Regions from separate parts of the Mus musculus genome. Here region 1 is linked to region 2. The links are chromatin contacts, called in public Hi-C maps. All regions are on one chromosome and are shown on one strand. The core of a region is the stretch at or near the end of the contact, and the rest is flanking DNA. Distances in the headings are between cores, read along the strand shown.

Region 1 (4,107 bases), core at 641-3,140, 390 kb before region 2:
GACTCCTGCCCTAATTTCTGATAGAATCTTGTTCTCCTGTGAGCAGTATTTATTTATCTATTTATTTACTGATTTATTTATTTTGTTCTGGTCCTTTGTGCTTTCACCAGCATGATCCAATTAACCTCTTCTTATAACATCCTCGACCTTCTCTAGATCACCCACACATCTCAGAATTCCTCCTGAAAATTAGTCCTGAAGGCCTATTAACCACAAGGTCAGATTTTTCACAACAGTAACCTCACTTCTAGTTATCAATTTACTCTATTCGTCACTTTTCTCTCATTATTGCAACAAAATACATGACGAGAAGAAAGTTCAGTGGGGGGCGGGGGAGGTGTATTTGTGCTCACAGTTTTGAGACCATCGGTTCTCAGCTTATGGGTAATGACCCCTTTAGAGTACAGGGGTCACCTAAGGCTATCAGAGAACACAGATGTTTCCATTACAATTTATATCACTAGCAACACTGCAGCTATGCAGTAGCGGTGAAAATAATTCTATGACTGGGGGTCACTACAACGTGAGGAGCTGTATTAAAGGGCCACTGCTTTAGGAAGGCTGAGAACTGCTCTAGACCATCGTGGCATGGAAGCTATGGTAGCAGAAGTATGAAGCTGCCTGATTATATCTCAGGGTGGGCTGGTAGGTCGATCAACAAATGGGAGGAAGGTGAACTCAGTCCTCTGCAGCCTTTCTCTTTCTTCTTTTTTTATTCTGTTCGTGACCTCGGCCCACGGGATAGTAAAATCCGCAGGCAAGGGGGTCTTCTCCCCTTGCTGAATTCTTTCTGGAAAGGACCTTGCAATTACATCCAGAAGTAAGCTTGACTAGTACCTCAGCATTTCTCAATCCAGTCAAATCCTCAGCAAAGCTTAATTATCACAAAGCAGGCATTCCTGACAAACTAAATAAGCTGAGCACACTGAGCCGAAATAGGACATGGCTGTGGCTGGGGTTCAGAAGGTGCTTGGGAATAATGACTGTGAGAGATAGGTAGGTTTGCCATGACCTGCAAAGAGCCAGGTAATAATGGTAAACTGGGAGTAATGACAGTAACAGGGATGGTAAGCGGGGACAGCCTGAGGGAGGGTGCAGGAGGGGGAATTTGTAGCATTTGTACCAAGAAGAGGTCTATTTCTCTGGAAGAAGGTCCGTGGGAGCATGATAAGCTCAGATTCTAAGGGAGGAGAGTGTGTTTTAGTTAGTAGATAGTGGGAGCCATGGAATGACGTTATAATCTTAGAGACGCTTAACACAAATGGAATAGCTGGCTTGTATGGCAACCAGGGAAGTATATTAGGCAAGGCATTAGGCGCATGTATTCCAGATCTTGGTGGTCATTCAAGCGGATTGCTGGGTAGGTGGCTGTAAGCTGAGATAAGAAGCTTAAGGGAATAGTTTAGGGAGACTTCATTTGAAAGTTTCCAATTTCAGAGTGAAGAAGAAAGATCTAGAGGAGAAATACATACAAGAAGAACAAACCTTGGAGACATACATTTTAAGATCCCCAAAAAGTGAGTCTTTAAGATATGTGACACGTTCAACCCTTAGAAATCTAACAGCTGTCTAGGGTGGAAGTCTGGAAGCATACTGAAGGAGTGGGGAGTGGCCAGCATCCACTTCACAGGTCTCCACCCTTGTTCTCTGTGCCCCGGCTGCAACTGCAACTCTCCAGATGCATCAGGGTCAGAGATGGCTGTCAACTGATTACCTCTGGCTAATTCAAACCTGGTAGTTAAGTCTGAAGTGTTTCCTCAGAGCACTCACCTGGCAGGAAGTAAAGTAACCAAAGCCAAAAGTCCATGGTTCCCTGGAGGCCCTGGAGTGAGGCTGACACACACCGATCACCTGGGAGCCTTCTACAACTGGGTGCTTGAAAGCTATGCTGGACCTCTTTGAGTGGCAAGGACTTAAAATGAGGAAATGATAATCTGTTTTGTTTGCTAGCTAGTCTTTGTCTAAAAAAGAAAACACCAGCGAACCATAGCGGAAATCAAGAATTGAGAAAACACGTACTGCATAAAAATGAGTGAGCAGGTCCAAGCTCTCAGCCTGAGCAGCTGCCAGGCCTTGCCCCCTCTTCTCAAAGGGACCTCCCAGGATTCATAGGTGCCGACTGACTTCTGAGCTAGAGGCATTTGTTGTTTCTCCATCCTCAGGACAACAAAGCTCATCACCAACTCATCTCTCCCAACAACAAAGCCTTTGTGGACCAAAGCTAGGCTTTGAAAGTCACCTGGGTTTTTTTTTTGTTTTGTTTTTGTTTGTTTTTTTGTTTTTGTTTGTTTGTTTGTTTTGGTATTTCAAGACAGGGTTTCTCTGTGTAGCCCTGGCTGTCTTGGAACTCACTCTGTAACTCCTCCCATGAGTACTTGTGAACACCTACTATTTATAGTGATATTAGCCATGGATTTTGTGCAGTCTACTGCTTTTGTCTGAACTACATTTATCTAGAAAACAGATGGAGGTGAGACACATAGCCTCTGGTACTCCAATATGCACACTATCATTCCTGAGGTCTTAGGCACAGCTTGCTCAGGGCCTCAGTTAATCTTTAGGCCTCATTCTCTTACAGTGGTATCTGAAAGGCGCTTCCCTCTGGCAGAGGCACAAGCCACTGTCTAATAAGCAGAAGACAATGCTAAGAGTCAGGTGTGACAAGTCACATAGCAAACTCTGCCCTTAGGGTTGGCAGTCTGGTCGAGCCATTTTTCAAGACACCCAGTGGCGAGGGTGAGTGAGGCTCACTGATGGAGAGTAGAGAAGCTGAGAATAAGGAAAACAGTTTCAGGCTTCAGACAAAATGGTTTGTCCAGGCTTGACTTTGTTCGCCTTGGGCAAGCTTCGCTGAGCCTGTGTTCTCATTGGTCACTTGGGTATGGTCACTGTCTTGTCTGGTGCACAGCAGAGATCACTGATGTAGAAATGCTATAAAAGCCCTTTACCATGGGCTATTTGGCTTTAATGGTCTTTCAGGTGTGCAAAGCTGTAACTTATCAGAGGATTCCCAGGTTTTCCTTGGGTCGGGGGTTTCATTCGCCAATGGTACCCCTAGTCTAGGCTTCCTAGTCACTTTTGTCCACACTATTTTAGGCTCATTGGTGGCTGGCTGCCTGCACACCACTCCTTCCTCACGCCTACACACCAGATTGGTCACATGCTCTCCAAAACAGAACACAATGATGTCCTCAGCCCTGGAGGTTGAGTGCGAGCCCAGAGCAGGTGCAGAGGAAGAGGAAAGAGGAAATGTGTGGGTGCAGGCTGCCTTCCCTGCTCTGCCCAGCCCTGCCCTTCTCTCTCCAGGTCTCTACTAGCTCAGAGCAATGGGCATGAGATGTCCTCCAGCCAACAAACAGGCCAAGTGGACAGAGGGCAGTCTCTGCCTCCTGGTTAGAGTAGCCGACTGAGGGCAGTTTCAGCTAGGATCAGTGCCTTACAGTTCTCCATGGAGAGAGCTCTTTGCAGTGGTCCACACCCATCCAACAGCTAGCTGGGCTCTCCATTAGCTGGTTAAATGGTTAGGATTGCCTTGAAGTCCTGGGGTAGGCTAGATGAAGGACAGGAGAGAGGGAGTTTATGAGTGAATATGCTAAGTATTACAGTGGGTATGAGAGAGTGTGGATGTCAGCATATTGCTAATGTGGGAGATCAGTGGCCTGTACAAATGTGCAGCATGCTTTATGTAAATGGGTGCTGTGTGGTGTGTAGACATGTGACATGTGTTCTATGATATATGATGTGCTTTGTGACATGTGAGTATATGATGTGGCTGTGAGTGTATATTGTGTATATATAATTATTACAGATATGTATTATGTATGTCTATGATGTTCAGGAACTCGCTGTGTGGTTGAGCCTGTCAATCAGGGCTGAAAACATATAGACAAGAGGAGAGAATTTAACATGTATAGTCTTTAAAAAAGATTCCTTTTTAAAAAGCATAGGGTAAAAGCAAGAATTAGTATAGATGTGTGTGTGAGGGGTTGGCCATCTTCAAACCCTTTGGTCTACCATGGTGACCTGCCTGCAGGATACACTGTTGCAATAGTGCCACAGGTGGTGTGGGAGTATCTGATTGGAATTAAAGCCCACCTCATGAGATGG
Region 2 (3,750 bases), core at 457-2,956:
AGTCTGAAAATCAGCAGTGTTCGATTGGAGTACAAGGTGGTATCAGTATGTGCCGAGCCATACTTTCCTAGAGGGAAAGAAAGTGGTGCAGGCATGCTCAGCCTAGAAGAACCAAAAGAGATGAACTGAGCATGCACAGTGCACACACAAAGGAGTTTCATTCTTCAAAAACTTAAAGGCAGAACCACCACACGACCCAGCTGTCCACTCTCGGGAATATCGCAGAGAGCTCCATATCCTATCACAGAGATACCTGCACATCCATGGTTAGTGTCTCTCTGCTTACACTAGCAAGGCAATGGACCAAATGTCCATCAACAAGTGGATAACAAAAATGTAGTATATATACAAAACAGAATATTACTGAGCTGTAAGGAATGGGAAGTTTTTGCAGAAAAATGGATGGACTTAGAATAATGATAAGCAAGGGCACCCAAACTCAGAAGAAAAAAAAAACTGGAACAAACATATACATATTCATATATGCAAACATCTGTGTGTATACATGGAATTACATTTAGGAAAGGGAATGAGAATTAGGCAAAAGAAGGGAAGGAATGCGGGCAAAAGACCCATGAGTCACAAGAGGATATACATTCATTGTCTTTCTGGTTTCAATTGTGTCTTAGTATTTTTTTTTTAATTTTTTTTAAATTCTTTTTTCCTTTTTCACATGGACAAGTGCATTAAAATGTAACTATTAGTGACACTTCAGAATGGCAATTCTAACTGCAGAGAAGTTCCTAGAGATGACAGAACTTGGGACTGGGCAAGTGTTTGCTTGAGTGGCTTCCTTAATCTAGGTGTGTTTATTGATTTTTTTTTTTTAGATCGTTATAATAAAGCGATTTTATAAAGTAAAACAATTCCTGTTTTTTTGAAAACTACCTTTGGGGAAAGGAGTAGGTGTTGTTTCCCATTGATACAAACAGACCCAGACTGGGTGTCACTGGAGAGTCGGGTCACGCTCAGTCAACCTGGGTGAGAATAACAGGAAGTGGTGGTGAGCATTAGAAGGAAATGGCTCCTAAGCCCCTCTCCGGTACCTGTTAGCTGGGGAGGATACGCCCAGTGTTGCCAAATCTTCAATATTTTAAGAGGATTCATAAGCATGTTGTTTGAATGGGAGTTTTATGGTTATAAAATCTGTGCATGAATTCAGTTATTCAGCAACATTTATTGAGTATATACTATATACAGGGCACTGATCTAGGAGTCTGGGGTTTTGCATTTAATACAAAAGACAAAAAAAAAAAAAAACCTTTCTGTGTATGAAGTTCACACTCAATTGTGGGAATACGCACAATTAACAAATTATTAAAAGCTATGAGTTGTGGTAAGCATTGAAGGAATGAATATAAAGGGAGGTACTAGACCTGTAATTGTGGGGTACATTTCTATATCAAACACAATGGCATAAAAGGGCCTTCCTTAAGTATTTAAGAAGAAGGTCTTCAGGGATGTATAGAAAGCATGGAGACATCTGTATGAAACAGTAGTCACGGACTCTGAGTGGGACTTTGATCTGTTTGGGATTCTGTTCTGTGAGCTCAAAAGCCAGGACAAGGAAACCAGTTAACACTGGGTGGGGGAGTCTGGGGAGATGAGGGCAGAAAAGAAAGGGAGAAGGAGACCATGGGGCCTGGTCAGCGACTGTGTGTGAGTTTCCTGAAAGCAAGGAAGCCAGGACACATATGCAGCTGCCAAGTAACCTGCCCTCAGGAATGTGAGAGTAAGGGGAGTGGCAGACACCTCCCCTTCTCAGTGGCTAGAAAGGAAGGAAGGAAGGCTGCTTGCATAAGATTGTGAAAGGGGAATCCTGTCTACTTTGAGCTGTAATTTGAAGGTAGAGAGGAGAGTATAATATTTGTTAAATTTCTAGGTGGATTATGAGACAAAGTGAGGTAAAAAAGATGACCCTTGGGAGCTGGACCTAAACCATCCTAAGTGGAGGATGGAATGCCATTCACTAAACGGGAAACTGGTGTAGGAAGAAATTGGACCTCTGGTTTTTTTTTTTGTTTTTTTTTTTTTCTCTCTTTCTAGCATTAAAACATCTTTTATCTCTCCTACTCAAGTTGCCAACTAAGCAACCAGGTCTTATATATTCAGGAAAGTGATGCAGACTAAATATATGATTTGAGAATTCATAGTATTTGATGTCATATGAATGTATAAGACTGGATATCATCAGAGTAACAGATGTTGGGATAAGGGGATAAAAGAAAATGAGATTTTATATCTTGTGATTCATGCAAAAAAAGTTGTCTATGAGCCCCGGCCTGGGGCCGAGAACAAAGCAGAACAGACAGGGCTGTTGTTAAGACATTCCTAAGAACAGCTTGATTGTACAAGCAGGGCTATCTTGTCTGGGTCAACACCACCTGGCCGGAACCTCCCCTCTGTCTATTGCCCCTTGACGCCAGGTAAAGTCATACATCAACTGGTTGCTATGTGAACAAAGATAAGCCCCCAGCCCACAGGAACAAAGTCCTGATGCCCTGTAATCTTTCTGTTAATGTTTGAATAAGCCAATAGTGTGTCGCTATGCTGAATTCCACACCCCTAAGCCCCTTACCCCATAAAAACCCCTAGCTTTTGAGCCTCGTGGCCGACATCCGTTATCTCCTGTGTGGGATGCATGTCGGTCCAGAGCTCCGTCATTAAACGTCCTCATGTAATTACATTAGGAGATGGTCCTTTGTGATTTTTTGGGTGCACGCTGAATCGGGAATTGTGTGGGGGTTTCTCCACTAGGTCTAACAGGGACAGATTGAGGGACAGAGAAGTCAAGCATTTTGTTTGGAATTTATGGAGACAAATAGGAGGCAATAAAATAGGCTAGAAAGGCACAGACAGTGAGCTAGACTCAGAAACACACGGTGCTGCTGAGAAGGAAGTATATTAAGGTGAAAAGTACCAGTGGGATCCTCTCTGCTGCTAGACCCAAGAAATGAGGTCACTCATGATGCAAGCATCATTAACAGCCTCCATCAGAGCAGCTGTAGTAGACGATGGGACCAGACAGGACTAACTTCAAGATGTAGAGGGAAGCAGGGCATGGTGAAAATTGTCTGCAATCTCAGCACTGTAGTGTGTAGTTTCTACTAACCCTGCTTGGAGTTCCAGGTGGACCTTGCTACCAGCTTCCACCCTGGTTCCCTTGGATCCGTGGACGAAAGACACACACACACACACACACACACACACACACACACACACTACCTTATTTTTAATATGCTTTTTAGCTCAATGATGGGGATCTTCTAAGCCTCCCACGGCTAATGTGCCCTTACCTTCACACCCAGCTCAACACCTCTAAATCTACCCTCAATTTAGTTTCCTGGTTACCTTCTCCTTGCTCAGCACCTTAAATCTGCCCTCAGCTTAGTTGCCTTTCTAATCTCCTGCCTGCTGCCCCAGGCCCAGTCAGGGAAGCCACCAATGGCCACTCTACCCAAGATCTCACATGGCTAGTGGTTCTCCCTCCTTCCCATGCATGGCGAATCCTCTTTCCTCCTCCCGCGTCTCTTAGCCTGCCCGAGAGAACCTGGAAGCCCTGCCTCTTCCACCCAGCCACTGGCTGCTAGCATCTTTATTGATTGAACCAACTGGGGAACAGACCCCTCAGAGTTCACACACAGATTTCCTATCGAAGCATCAGAACCATTCCCTACACAGAGCTTGAGAAGTTGAGGCAGGGAGATTGTAGTTCAGGTCCAACTTGGACTTCATAGTAAGCCTTTATTT

The links. Hi-C and Micro-C count contacts between places; a contact is called where the count stands out from the background.
Region 1: a Hi-C map of B cells shows a contact between it and region 2, with 5 read pairs. The contact joins the promoter of Fcmr here to the enhancer-like site in region 2. A contact is called at or near these places in 1 of 39 promoter capture datasets (pre-B cells), 1 of 484 Hi-C or Micro-C datasets (B cells), 1 of 115 datasets of contacts at active chromatin or transcription factors (large pre-B cells) and 1 of 9 other capture datasets (adipose tissue).

Annotation. Positions count from the first base shown.
Region 1 is chr1:130,863,560-130,867,666 of GRCm38.p6, reverse strand. Fcmr (Fc fragment of IgM receptor) reads right to left here and starts at 1,890. Exons shown (of 8, transcript NM_026976.3): 1 at 1,771-1,890. The coding sequence starts at 1,807.
Region 2 is chr1:130,472,392-130,476,141 of GRCm38.p6, reverse strand. No RefSeq gene overlaps it. Among named protein-coding and RNA genes, the nearest start is that of Cd55, 12 kb to the right of the region's middle. Within about 2 kb of position 1,706, at least 80 of the 459 cell types and tissues checked have an H3K27ac peak or open chromatin away from gene starts, as enhancers often do. A contact at or near this core is called in B cells, where this site is marked.